Regions from separate parts of the Gasterosteus aculeatus genome. Here region 1 is linked to region 2. Evidence: chromatin contacts called from public Hi-C data. All regions are on one chromosome and are shown on one strand. The core of a region is the stretch at or near the end of the contact, and the rest is flanking DNA. Distances in the headings are between cores, read along the strand shown. Region 1 overlaps pik3cb (phosphatidylinositol-4,5-bisphosphate 3-kinase, catalytic subunit beta). Region 2 holds the start of mrps22 (mitochondrial ribosomal protein S22).

Region 1 (7,277 bases), core at 601-3,100, 83 kb after region 2:
GTGATGCTGGGTTGTTGTTTTTTTTTTTCTTCTGCTGACTGCTGACCCATCGCAAATCCCCTCGGCCTGACATCACAATGACCTCCCTCACCCCCCCACACTGTTTTTGCTGTTCATGTGCGTGTCTGTGGAGGAGGACACGTACACTTGTGTGGACCGTGGTTGTGTTTGCCTGTGTACTTTTTTGGCATCAGTTCCTGATTGTGTGCATATTTTCCCAGCGCAATATGCAAATGCTGCTCACTCATTGCCTCCACTTGCCTTCCCTCGGCAGCTAGTGCAGACGTGTGTGTGGGACGTGTCCCGGCCCTTTAAGATTGTCCTGGTGAACGGCAGCAAGGTGAACGCAGAGGAGAGCGCCAAGGTAAACCGCCGCGCCGTCCAAAATCCTTTAAAAATGGAATTTCAACTCTGCTGTTCCTGTGGTAGCGCCACTGCACGCACTCAGAAGCTGTCCCCAACCCCCTCCCGTCCGCTAGGTCCAGGTGAGGGCGGGGCTCTTCCACGGCACGGAGCTGCTCTGCAAGCCGGCGGTGAGCAGCGAGAGCAGCGGCCGCTCGGACCACACGTGGAATAATAGCACGCTGGAGTTTGACCTCTCGGTGTGCGACCTGCCGCGCATGACCCGCCTCTGCTTCGCCATCTACGCCGTCATGGACAAGGTGAAGAAGCAGAAGTCCACCAAAAACCTCCACACAAACAAGTACCAGACCATCCGCAAAGCAGGGAAAGTGGTAAGAAACGGGCTCAACCCATCTAACCATCCTTGTTATATCACCATATCATTGATGGAAGAGTCATTTGTCTTTGTCCCCCCCCCCCGTGTGTGGTCCAGCACTACCCCATAGCGTGGGTCAACACCATGGTGTTTGACTACAAAGGCCAGCTGAAGACCGGAGACATCATCCTGCACTGCTGGTCCTCCTTTCCTGGTATGTCTATTATATCTAGTCACGTTTTGAGTCATTTCATTGTTCTTACTTTCGGGGGTGAAGCGGTGGTCTTCTGGACGTACCTGGAGGAGGTTGTTGATGCACATTTTCTATTTCAAATTTAACATTATAAAGCTTGCACCTGTACATTCCCTTTGTTTGCATTCATTATGTACTTTTCCTTTTTTGTTGCCACACGACAAACAAAGAGATTACTGATGTAATGTATGCTGATGCCCATCCCTACTTCTAATACAATTAAGCGAATTAAAGGAGCTTCTCCGGTGACGGAGTGACTTCATGTGTGTGTGTGTGTCTCCGGCAGATGAACTTGAAGAGATGCTGAACCCCATAGGAACCATTCAGACCAACCCGTACACTGAGAACGCCACAGCGCTGCACATCCACTTCCCGGAGTACATGTCCCACTCCGTCGTCTTCCCTCCCTTTGACAAGGTCAGGCAGTTTTCCCATTTTGTGTTGCGTACTTTTTGACCGCATCAGTCTGATCCCCCACTGATTGGATGGCCCTCACTTGCTTTTCTCCTTTTGCAGATACTGGAAAAAGCTGCAGAGACTGTCAAGCCAAATGACTTGATGGTGAGTTGACGCGCGGTGGGAGGAGGTGGCGTCGGCGCGCCTGAGAATCTCCACACATACGGGAAACGAACCGGGGGAAACCACGGAAAGTGATCCGTGCGTTTCAAGTAGTCTCCGTCGCTGTGGTATTACCTCGCGCTGCTGGTTTCCCTGGAAACCCGTTATCATCGCGGTGGCTGGGTGTAGCTGCGGAGTTATTCCTGTCCCCTTCAAAACGACCCACTCTAATCAGATTGCTCGTGTGTTTTTCCTGTCTCGCCGGCACTCTACTGAAAGCCCTCTCCCGGGCGTGTTGCAGCCGGTTACGTAATGGTGCGTTAGGTAAAGTGCATGCCTGAACACGCCCCTTTAATGGGAGCGCTGCGCGTGAGTGGACGTACCAGCGCCCGCTACAACTCGCTGTTTACTTTTTACTCTCAACTCGTGCATCGGTTTAGAGATCCGCACACGAGCCGCTGGTCTGATACGATTTGTCTGCAAAGAAAGTTAAATCCGCCCTGTTTTTCTTTTAGCACTAGTTTGCATCAACGTTTGTTTGCATCGGACGGTGTTCGCCTCGTTGTGAAGGAGATGTTGGTCCTAGTGTTGAGCTGCAGTCGATGTAGAAATCTCTGCAAGCTGTGAAGCACTCCTGCCCCCCTGTGGTGGTTTCCAGGCGCTGCACACAATCGTCCGCCGATCGCTTCCTTCCATCCTCCTCTCACCGCCTTTTCCTCGTTGCTCCCCTCAGAGTCGCGGGTGGAAGAAGTTCAACATTGAGCTGAAGGAGATCATGGAGCGCGACCCGCTCTCTCAGCTGTGTGAAAACGAGAAGGATTTGATTTGGACGCTTCGCCACGACTGCAAAGACTATTTCCCTCAGTCGCTGCCCAAGCTGCTGCTCTCCGTCAAGTGGAGCAAACACGAGGACATGGCGCAGGTTAGTGAGCTGATGTCGTTGTTTTTACCATTATTACAGGCCGTGTCTGCATGAGTCGTTATTCAATTATCATGAGGAAGAATAGACTGAGACGCTTGTTTTAAAGGAGAAATAAATTTAAACAAGACAAAATATTTGCGCATTTGATACTGAAAAGAACATTCCAAAATAATTCTAAGCTTTGAAATGTGCTCAGTCGAATAAACCAGAAGCTCTAACAATGATGTTGGTAAGTTTAGGCTACACTTTTGGCAAAAATGCTAACTTATTTTGTACGACATGGTTTTAAATCCATATTTGTTTGTAGAACAGTTTACATGCAGTTTAGCATCTTCATCAGCCTCAGAATACAAAAACATTCTGTGTGTGTGTGTGTGTCTGTGTGTCTGTGTGTCTGTGTGTGTGTCTGTGTGTCTCAGCTCCAGGCACTGCTTCAGGTTTGGCCCAAACTGAGTCCCAGAGACGCTCTGGAGCTTCTGGACTTCAACTACCCGGACCAGTATGTCAGAAAGTACGCCGTGGGCTGTCTGCGGGATATGAGGTAAGGATGTGTTTTTTTTTTTAATATATATATACTGTATATAGTCGAGCTCTCGCATGTCATCCTCTGGCCGTGTGTGCACGTCGTTGCGTTCCCTTGCTGTTTTTATTTAATCACACGCCCTCCCCCTGCTTCCCTTCTTTCTCTCCCCCCATCCTCCCAGTGAGGAGGAGCTGTCGCAGTACTTGCTACAGTTGGTGCAGGTGTTGCGCTACGAGCCGTACTACGACTGTGCCCTCACCCACTTCCTGCTGGAGCGCGCCCAGGGGAACCGCAAGATAGGACACTTCCTCTTCTGGCACCTGCGGTGTGTACGGACGACCGATTTAAGAGTTTTGTGTGTGGAGTCACGGGAGGCTTCTCTTCTGACTGGCTGCCCCCCCCCCCCCAACAGGTCAGAGATCCACATGCCAGCTGTTTCAGTCCAGTTTGCCCTCATCCTGGAAGCCTACTGTCGAGGCAGCATCCCTCATATTGAGGTTCTAAAGAAACAGGTAGGACACTCACGCGACTTTGAAGGTCACACTTTGCTGGTCTTCACACAACCAGAATGGTTTACCATCAACCCCCCCCGGTGGGCTGGACTGGTGGTATTTTTAGCTCATCGTGGCAACCGCAGCTTCACCCGCCTGCCCCCTGACCTCGGGCCCGCTGCACTGTTCGTTGTGACAATCCCTCCTGGGGCCTCTTCTTCCTATTTCCTCATCATTTATGTGACCTTCTTCCTGTTTGGAAGAGCCGGCTCGATGCCGCCGGGGGTCTGTAGAAGGAGGTTGAGCTCAGTCGCATCGAGCAGGGAGGGATCCTTTGTTTTATTGCTGGTTCTGTGTTGTGAGGTGACCTTGAGTGGCTTGAGAGGCCCCTAAAAATGAAAATGTGCGGCCTGCATATTGCCCTGACGTCACCAGGTGGAAGCCCTGAGCAAGCTGAAGTCGGTGAACGAGCTGATCAAGCTGGGGACCATCAAGAACGCGCGGAGTAAGACCAAGGAGGCCATGTTGACCAAGGAGGCCATGATGACTTGTCTGAGGCAGAGCGGCTACTCTGAGACTCTGTCGGACCTTCACTCGCCTCTGAACCCCAACATCCTGCTGTCCGGCATCAAGTGAGACCATCCTGCTTCTGATGCAGTGGAACCTTTTCCTCACGTTTAGCGGTGCGTCATCACCTTCTTGCTCTCTTCCCCCCCCCCCCCCATCAGTGTGGAGAAATGTCGCTACATGGACTCAAAGATGAAGCCGCTCTGGATTGTTTACAACAACAAGTTGCTGGGGGGAGACACGCTGGGAATCATCTTCAAGAACGGGGATGGTAGGAATCCAGAGGAGTGGAAATCGGGCTTTTAAATCCACAATATTCTCTGAAATTAAGAGATGTTGATCTTCTCCTAGACCTACGGCAAGACATGTTGACCCTCCAGATTTTGAGGCTGATGGATCTGCTATGGAAGGAGGCTAATCTGGACCTCAGGTGAGTTTGATAATGCGCCACTTTTTAAAATCATTATTTGTATTGTGTGTTTGTTCGCAGTGATTCAGTTGACGGCATTAAGCCCTTTGCTTTTCTTGTGCCCGCGTGTCCTGCAGAATCGTACCGTACGGTTGCCTAGCAACGGGGGACCGCTCAGGGCTGATCGAGGTGGTCTCGTCGGCCGACACCATCGCCAACATCCAGCTGACCAGCAGCAACGTGGCAGCAGCGGCCGCCTTCAACAAGGACGCTCTGCTGAACTGGCTCAAAGAGAGGAATTCTGGGTAAGATTCCCAAAAGGCCCGCCGGAGGAGAATCCAGAGTCCAGGAAAACCGATGTGCTTAAAGTGTTTTGTGTTGGCAGCGACGCTCTTGAGCGGGCCATCGAGGAGTTCACCCTGTCGTGCGCGGGCTACTGTGTGGCCACGTACGTCCTCGGCATCGGAGACCGGCACAGCGACAACATCATGGTCCGCAGCACGGGACAGGTAGGACGCGCGCGCCCGCTCACCCGTTGTCACCCGGTGTCCTCCATGCTCAGCGCTCCGGCCCTTCTCGTCCCGTCAGCTCTTCCACATCGACTTCGGCCACATCCTGGGAAACTTCAAGTCCAAGTTCGGCATCAAGAGGGAGCGGGTACCGTTCATCCTCACGCACGACTTCATCCACGTCATACAGGAGGGCAAGACGGGATACACGGAGAAATTTGCCAGGTTTGTTCCACTTTTATATCCAGCAGCCTTTTTTATACAGTTCAAATGGATGAATTTGACGCAGTTGGTTGTGTGTATCTGGCTTGTTATTCCAACGATTGAATGAATGGATTAACTTGGATGGTTTACGTTAGACCATAAAAGAGACAATAAACATCTGTTTTGTTTTTTCTTTAAATACGTTTCTTGTTGAGCAGCTGTCAGTCAGTGTGTCTCGTGATGAAATCAGCAGCAGGTAGATAAATGAACTTAAAAGTATCCCAAATCCATCACAGAGAGCCTGCTGATCCGTGACTACATCTACACCAAACCTTAAAAGCGTGAATGAAGGGGGGAGCGGCTGGTTGCTTAAGGCAGTTGGCGCAGTACCCTCTCCAACCTGCGGGGGGCAGTAGAGGCTCGCACACGGTTTATTTAAGGCTGGCTGGCAGCTCTGATGATGATTGGCCCTCACTCATCATGTGATGAGAGGAATCGTCTCAAGGGTCGTGTTCTGGTGAAACACGACCTGTGATTTTTAAACGTGTTTCTCTGTGTCGCAGCTTCCGTCAGTACTGCGAGGCAGCCTACCTGGTCCTGAGGAAGAACGGCAACCTCTTCATCACGCTGTTTGCCCTCATGCTGACCGCCGGACTGCCCGAGCTCACCTCAGTCAAAGACATCCAGTACTTAAAGGTAAATGATAAGTGCTCATCAGCCCCCCCTCATGTACACATCTTCTCACCCTGTTGATATACCACATATATATACCCTCCCTCCCCCCCAGGACTCTCTTGCTCTGGGTAAAACGGACGAGGATGCGCTGAAGCAGTTCCGGCAGAAGTTCGACGAGGCGCTGAGAGAGAGCTGGACGACCAAAGTCAACTGGATGGCGCACAACGTGGCCAAAGACAACCGCTCCTAGAGGCGCTTCAGGTCCCTCAAAGGGGGGATGGGGGGGAGCAGGCAGGAGGACTCAGTGAACGAGCGTGGGGGGTGTATGCAAAGGAGACATTGCGACAGCCGGCCTCATCTAAAGAAGGGCACCCCCCCGTCTCCCCCCCGCACCCCTCAGAAACGGATCACCGGCGCCGCAGCGCACGCCGCCTGGCGTTGCTACATGTTGTGGTGTTTCTGCGGACTCCTGGAGGTTGGTTTTTTTTTTTTTTTGCAATTTTTGCACGGCAACTGCTGATGGAGCAGCAGCCAAAGGAAGGGAACTGAAGCCTCCGCCCTGCACGCTCACACGCGCACACACACTCACACACTCACACACTCACACACACACACACGCTCACACACACACACACACACTACTAAAGAAAGAGCTGTTGGCTCGGAGAGGACGAGCTGTCAGACAGGACTGGAAACGAGGCTCGTATGGACTCTTACGGGGGACCTGCTTTAAGTACAGTGGAGGGTTTGTCTGGTGGATGTTGCCCCCTCCTCCCCGCCGCCCCCCACCGTGTCTTAAAACGATGTGCATAACGCCCACGACTCAACGCGTTCTCTCCCGCCGCCTCGATGTGCCTCAAAACCGCGAGATGAAAGTATTTCTCATGAGTTTCTTTTTGCCATTTTAAGAGTCCGCAGCGTCTCTGACTACTTCAGCAGTCCACGGGGGACACTGGGACGAGAGAGATGTATGGACCGGGGGACGAGGGGGCCCTTTGGCCCTCTGTTTGGATCACGCTTCATGTGAACACTGGAATGTTTTTGGAAAGACTCACACGAGAAAATAATTTCTCTTTTAAACGAACCAAACACTTTATTTCTTTTGTTCCTTTTATTTTGAAATGTCCACGTGCGTTGTTTGTTTCCCCAAATCTAGAACATTATTGGACAACGCGTCACCGCTCGCCCACATGTCTTAAAGGACTTCTCATGCTAGCAACCAGGAGAAGCGGATAACTGATGCTTTTTAACACGTCAGGACCAAAACGAGAGGAAAAATGAGCAACAGTTTGGTGGCGTCATCGCTCACGTTGGGTTTTTAATGATCTGTGTCTGAATTGAATGTGAAAATATGTGCCGCTCTCTTTTTAAGTGATCCTTGTTTTTATACGAGCAGGTGTGGGCGGAGTCTGGGGTCAGTGTGGGCGGGGTTTATCAGGAGGGACATT
Region 2 (7,039 bases), core at 1,233-3,732:
TTTTGTTCATCCTTGATGAATTTGTAGATTTCTATTGGGGGTATTGGGGGGGGGGGGGATCCGGTCATTCGGCACAGCTCTTAGCAGCCAGCTGCTCGTACGCCTGCAGGGCCAGCTCGATGTAGCCCGACCGCTGAGACTCCTTCTGGGCGTAGATCTGTAGGACACGAGGACAAAAGGTCACCCGATCAATCAGAATAGTGAAACGTCAGCATTTATTATTTTAGTGAAAGACTAATAAAAACACAACTACGTGCTCAAGCATGACTAACGGAAGCATGACTGCCGCGACCTTTTCCCATGAAGTCGTCACTTCACCTCTCGGAATAGACAGCGCACACGTAGAGCAGTGAACACGCGTGTAAACCGGACGTCAGGAGATGTTTTCGCTCAAATTTGAGATGTTCACCTTCAGCAGGTCGGCTCCGGCGGCCTGCTGGCCGGCGGCCTCCTGGGCCGACTCGCTGTGGGGGTGCAGCATGTGGAAGAGAGACACTAGGCTAACGGCGTCCTGGAGCCTGGAGGCGCGCACACACAAACACACACATTAAGGGCCTAATGACAGCTTGTCATACCTGTAATAAACATGCATGTGTTTGTCTCACACACACACACACACACACTCACAGCTCTCTCTTCAGCATGTCCACTATAAGCCCGTCGGCCCTGCGGGCGTTGAGCAGGTACCAGGCCATGCCTCCAAAGTGCCTGGTGGACCGCAGCAGCTCATATTTGCCGTGCTTGTCCAGGTCCTCGTAGGTGGCAGCGTGTACCTGGACACATGGAAGGGACGGGATACGAACTTCACTGGACGTTGTCAATACTCGATGCTCCTTACATGAACTGGGCAGATTTCATGGTGTAACGAGCTACATGCAGTCTGCTATCAATGCATCGCACCCTGATGTAGTCGGAGGAGTCAGGCTCAAATTGGACCAGACACAGGTCCAACACATCCTCGTGGCGGTCCTGAGAAAACACCATCTTAACACAGAGCGAGAGAGAACGTGAGGACGGACATTACGCGCTTGTTTCCGACAAGGCACTGCAGAGAGGAAATGCCAGAGCTGCCGTTTCCTACCTTGAGGTTCTCCTCCTTGAAGATGAGCGGCGCCGAGAGTTTGCGTCCGACCTTTGGGAAGTACACCTGAACGAGCCGGTCCCTCTCCTCCCAAGTTGCCTTCCTGAGGATCCCGTTGGGTTCCCGTACCACAATGAACCTCTCCTGAGGGGACGACAGCGTATGTAAAGCACGTGAGTGAGGATGTACAATGTCCACAGGCCACATCAACACAGTACGTATCTCAACACCCGTGCCGACCCTGTGTGGGATGTCGTAGGTGATGTCCGTGAAGGCGTATTTGGCGTCGTCCATGCCATCCAGGATCTTCTCCTCCGACAGCACATCGTCGATGGGCTTCCTCTCCGGCAGGACGGGGGGCATCTGCAGCAACTTCCTGGCCTGCTCGGTGGCCGACGCGACCGCCTGCAAACAGCCGCACAAGAGGTCAGATGAAAAAAAAGCGGCGCTGTGACCGGCGCGTGCCTGAGTGCGATTAAGAGAAGGGAACCTGCGCCAGCTGCTCATCGGTCATGAGTTTGTACGTGGGCGGCTTCAGCTCCTCTTTAACGGGTCGGAACACTTTCTGCAGGTCCAGGCCCGTTATCCTGCCGAGGACGTCCTGCACAGCGGGATCTGTGAACTGGGGCTTTGCAGCGTCTGGCAGCGCCGGGGAAAAGAATCACACTGTAAATCTCAGAAGTTACACGTAAGCCAATTTCATATCGGTTTACGCTGTTGTGACCACAACATGCAAGAGGAATGCATCTATGACGAGGTACATTTGAAGGAGAGCGACTACACGTTTATTGTAACTTAGTAAAAGTAAACATACCAGACCAAATACAGCCATACTTGACTTTTGGAGAGGCCTTTATATCGTCCTATGCATACGAATGCAGCCTTCTTCTCCAGGTGAAACGAGCATGCTAACGCGGCAGAAAGCTAACTTTAGATTTGAGTACAAAGCGCCTCGCATTGCCACCAACATAATGCCGAATCAACACCCAGCCGGTAATAACTCGTCCCACGCATTCAACGCTCCTTTACTCGGTCTGTGTCTCATCAAATAAGTACGGCGATTTAAAAACGGAAGATATGTGGGGCGGGTTTGACACGCGCACTGATAGCATGGATGCTAACGAAACCGGCTACAAGGTCAGCGTCGCAACGGAGCGAATGCTGCGACTACAGCGCCGTTCGTCGTATGAAAACACACCTTTGTCCTGTGCGCCGCTGCACGGCGTCCCGGTGCTGCATCTCACCGACACCCGCCCGCCCTTCGGTGCGTGTTTCCCCCGCGAGAAGCTCCGCAGTAAGCGCCGTGCTGCACCGAGCGCCGCCATGTTTGTTGTGACTTCTTCTTCTTCTTCTTTTTCTTCTTCTTTTGCTTTTTATGGCGGTTGGCAAACAACTTTCGGGTGCATTACCGCCACCCACTGATCTGGAGTGTGGACTTAAGGAAATTAAACCTCTACTAGAACTAAACCAAATCAAAAACAAAACAAATCAAAAATAAATTTAATTTAATTTAAAAAAGCTCTCAAATTCTATTCATTAGTCTTGTATTCTCTAAATATGCCAAAAGCAGCTCCCTAATGCCCTTCTTCAGTATTTCGCTTATATTTGCCTCTCCCAGCTCTCTAAGGCGTTGTGACTTCATCGGAGCGCCGTGACCTCTGACCCTTCGGTCAGCCGGCCTCCGCACCGGTGGGACACGTGTGGTTTGTTTACGTGCGCACGCGAAGACGTTCCATCTGTTTGTTTGGCTTTCCAGCGAGATGCGAGGATGCAACGCAATAAAAAGAAACAGAATAAATGAAAAACATTTATGAAAATGCTGATTATAATATGAAAAATTCATGTAATTGTTTGTTGTGAACATGCAACTGATTTGGTGGATTTTCCTGCAGTTCCTTGATATTTGTAACTCACATACATTTAACACCAGTAAGATAAAATACTTTGTAGTGCTGTTTTTACCACCAGATGGCGCCACGCTACCAAATATCCTGAACACAAGACGATCCCACGTAAAGCCTTTGTTTTGTACTCAGTCTGATAGAACTCTCATCTCTACATATTGTATGTTTGTGTCACAGTTCCACGGTTTCTTTTGTCTACCTCCTGACTGACTGAACTTGTCCTTACAGCGTGTTCTTGGATCGACTGATATGGTATAAAATCCGCCTGGACGATAACGAGCCACGCTGAGGAGTGAGAGACTCGCAGACACGTGCACGCTCTATTCAAACACGTACATTGCATTTATTCAAAATAAAATCTGCTATACTGGTGTAATAATATGATCTATAAGTGATATAGTGGAATCGACTCAAAGCAACGTGGTATTGTTCTTATAATAAATGTCAATGGCAGATGAAGTTTAACAGAAGAGGCCATACATTATTATATTTGGATAACATGCACTAATGTACTCATTTATTATTGATTACACGGTAATATAAATACAATATAACGGTAAAAGGGGGTATCAAATATTAAAGACATAATAACAAGATACATTATGCAACCATTCACCATCTGTGCACAAACAAAACATTATTATTATTATTATTATTATGTGGACTACATTCGAGGTGTTTGTCTGCTCGGGCTCAGCGTAAAAACTGAGCCAGAGTTTGACAAGTCAAACAGATAAAAACGTCCCCGTCGGTCCAAACAGTCCCTGAACAGCAGCGATACCGAGCAGCTCTCAGAGCCTCAGCGAGTAACGAGTCAATCGTCGCCCACCGACACCGACACATGTCCGTCAACAAAAGCAGCTGTCCAGATATGAGCAGAGGACCAGGGACCCCCCCCCCCCCCACCCGCAGGAAGTGCTGGGCTCAGATTGGGTTGCTGCTCTTGCAACGAGCAGGCCCGGGTCCACGTCTCTCCGGCTGTGGATTCAACAAACCTGTTTTCGTTCAATGTTTATTTATTTTGTTTCGCCATCACTCCGATGAGCTGAACTGGTGGAATTGAATTGTTGTAGATTTACCGCACACAAAAACCACAACTCGTTTTGTGAGCTTCTCTTATTGCCCTCTTATGCAAACCCTGTGCGGACCAGAATACCCTCTTCTGGTGCAATTCAATACTTTTTAGTGGTAACAGCCACCAGATTATGATCAACAGATCCCCGGAGAAGGGACTTTTAATGGCCTTGAATGTTCTGGTTAAAGGGTAGTTCTGGTGATATTTGTATTTATATTACAGAAAACTGTCTATTATTAAACAATATTATGTGCAATACACTGTTGTCAATAAGTCCAATGGAAAAAGTGTGTTTTTTCCATTAAGGGAAAGTCAATAGAGCGGGTTCTCTATTGTTTCTGCGAATTTCCCCCCATTATCAGAAGTGTGTGTGTGGTGTGTGTGTGGCATCAGGATGGTGTGTGTGAGAAGGAACGCACATTGTGCATTTGTGTTCATAATGATGCAACCGTGGGGGATAACTGATGCAAAAGACAAATATTATGTACGTCCCCCTCAACACGCCCGCATTGCCCACAAACCCCCCCAAAAAGCAGCCGCCACCACCCTGGAGATCATTAATAAAACCTCACCGGCCGTGCACAAACCCTTCCTCTAGGACCCCAGCCCCACTAATCTGCAGTAGGATTTAGATATTAGCCGGACAGATGGAGGTGTGGCTCGGGCGGTAATGAGGTGAGTCCGGAGGCCCAGACGTGTGGATTGAGCTGTAAGAGGCCTCGACGCGGCCAGATGTACACAGCTGTCACCCCGCTGACAGGAAGCAAGCCGGCTACACGCCGGCACCAATAGAGGGAGAGAAGAAGAATCTCCACGGTGGAGGTTTAAATGTCATGGTTTTGTGTCTCATCCCTCCATCTTTTTCGTGTCTTTCGTGTCGTGGGATGTCTACCCATCTATATATATATATACATATGGATATTTGAACGCACAGACACATATACACACCTACACACCTACATATCGTGTATGTTTGCTTGCAGGAGGGGGAGCGTGAACCTTCGGGCTCCTCTAAGTGATCTCAAAGTGCCACTTAGCTTCAGCTCCCAGGTATGAAATGTGAAATGCTGGCTGCTGAATTGGAATTTCCGTTCACCTCCTGAACCGAGATTGAGTTGACCCTGAAACAGCCGGCGTGCAGTGGATCCACATGGACATGGGACACGCACACACACACGCACACACGCACGCACGCACGCACACACGCACACACACTCAAGAACACTGCAAGAAAAAAGTGAAGAAAGAGTCTTTTCTTCACTTTAGACTAAATTAATTCAATTAAATTTTTTGTAGATTCCAAAGGTACACACGGTATTTTATCCTATTTGAACACATAGTAAAACCATTACTGTTTTCAAAACAAACTAATGATTTCCCTCTTGCGTTTGTGCATTTCGACTCATCAATAATAAACGTGATTTTCAAGAGTGAAAAAATTGTGAATTGCGATATCAATCTCTAGTAATAAAAACTGCAAACTGTAATGTAATAAATTGCACTTCACAAGCTTAATTGGTGACTTATTGGTGATTTGCTGCTACTTTCTGCTCCACTGCTTTACAGGGAAATTTCTTATTTCTACTATTCACCAATAAACCTTTTAGAAGTTTTTTTTAAATCTGCAATACTGCCGTATAACTTATGCATCATTCTGAAAAAAATAAATATAGTAATTAATAGGGAATTAAACCGTAAGTGTATAGAAATAGTATTTTCTATTGATGCCACTTTTACTAAGTGGACAATAAGTCGGCTCCACGCGACGGTTTGAGGGTAAGAGTGTGTGTCAGCGTGACGGCGAGCAGCAGGAAGCCGAGGGGGGAAACCGGAGCGCAGAAGAGGGACTGGATGTGTGTGTGTGTGTGTGTGTGTGTGAGTGGCGTGGGGGGGGTCTGGGACATCATGGAAAGGGGTTGCACAGGGTGTAAAGGGCGGGGGGGGGACAGCAGGCCCGGTGGTGGTACCGGGGCACGCGCCCGTCGAGCTTTCTGTGCACGGGTTCAGAGCAGGGTGAAACGGAAAGGTGTGTGTGTGTGTGTGTGTGTGTGTGTGTGTGTGTGTGTGTGTGTGTGTGTGTGTGTGTGTGTGTGGAGAGCCAGAGAGAGAACATGTGAAGAGGATGTCTATTCTGAAAACAACTGGAGCATCAGACATGACGGAAGAAATAACGTTAAAGCTCTGCAGCCTCATTGGTTCCATGATGTGTGCGACTATTTGTTGTATATTTCTACAAACGTACATATTTGATCATTAAGGGTCATCGTACATCGGCTTATTTGATGAAATTGCAATTTCTTGTTTCTTCTGTGTCCGTATTCTTATGGTTGAAATGCACGTATTGTGTGTCGCTTTGGATAAAAGCGTCAGCTAAATGACCTGTAATGTAATAATAAAGTTGTTGAGGTAAATCAGGAACTGTTCACGTGTCACATATGACGTTTTTTGTATAATCGTATGCGTCCTTCAGGTACAATAAACACAAAACTCTGTGGGATCCTTCTTAATATTACTGTTCAAAAGTGTGTTTTTGTTGTAAAAAGTACATGAATTATAAATCACTTCAATCAAACAATACTTACTGTAATAATGAATTCATCTCAAACAACCCTTCACGTGTCAAATGTATGAGATAATGTTATGTATGTAATGTAATGTTCTGTGTTATGTTACAGAACAGCACAAACGTGTTCCTCCTCTTTTTTATGGTTTTAATCTACGACGCTGAACTTTTTTAACTTTAAAAGATCTCCACACTTTTTCAGACACGTTTGTTTTGTAGCTCAGTGGACTTGAATAAAGGACAAATGTCATATATTTTAAATTCTTTTCCGCCATAAACGGACTGCGTGGTCCTGAATCCAAAACACTGTCTGATGCAGCCTGTCGAAGAATTTAAGGATTGTTGAACTGCGTGTGTGTGCGTGTGTGTGTGTGTGTGTGTGTGTGTGTGTGTGTGTGTGTGAGAGAGATGTTGTG

Evidence for each region. A called contact is a pair of places that touch in the nucleus more often than the background predicts.
Region 1: a contact with region 2 is called in a Hi-C map of tail fin, with 2.9 times the contacts expected there. The contact joins the enhancer-like site here to the promoter of mrps22 in region 2. A contact is called at or near these places in 2 of 6 Hi-C or Micro-C datasets (skeletal muscle and tail fin).

What each region holds. Positions count from the first base shown.
Region 1 is chr1:2,645,426-2,652,702 of fGasAcu3.hap1.1, forward strand. It overlaps pik3cb (phosphatidylinositol-4,5-bisphosphate 3-kinase, catalytic subunit beta), which reads left to right. Exons shown (of 23, transcript XR_013468467.1): 7 at 275-364; 8 at 480-734; 9 at 836-932; 10 at 1,258-1,388; 11 at 1,488-1,532; 12 at 2,263-2,451; 13 at 2,871-2,992; 14 at 3,156-3,299; 15 at 3,387-3,486; 16 at 3,901-4,097; 17 at 4,194-4,303; 18 at 4,384-4,462; 19 at 4,579-4,746; 20 at 4,827-4,950; 3 more. Among protein-coding and RNA genes, the nearest start is that of LOC120834641, 6.0 kb to the right of the region's middle. Within about 2 kb of position 1,851, at least 4 of the 9 cell types and tissues checked have open chromatin away from gene starts, as enhancers often do.
Region 2 is chr1:2,561,492-2,568,530 of fGasAcu3.hap1.1, forward strand. It overlaps mrps22 (mitochondrial ribosomal protein S22), which reads right to left and starts at 2,483. Exons shown (of 8, transcript XM_040182855.2): 1 at 2,280-2,483; 2 at 1,572-1,720; 3 at 1,322-1,486; 4 at 1,082-1,225; 5 at 901-984; 6 at 628-773; 7 at 410-518; 8 at 1-157. The coding sequence starts at 2,406. The coding sequence ends at 65.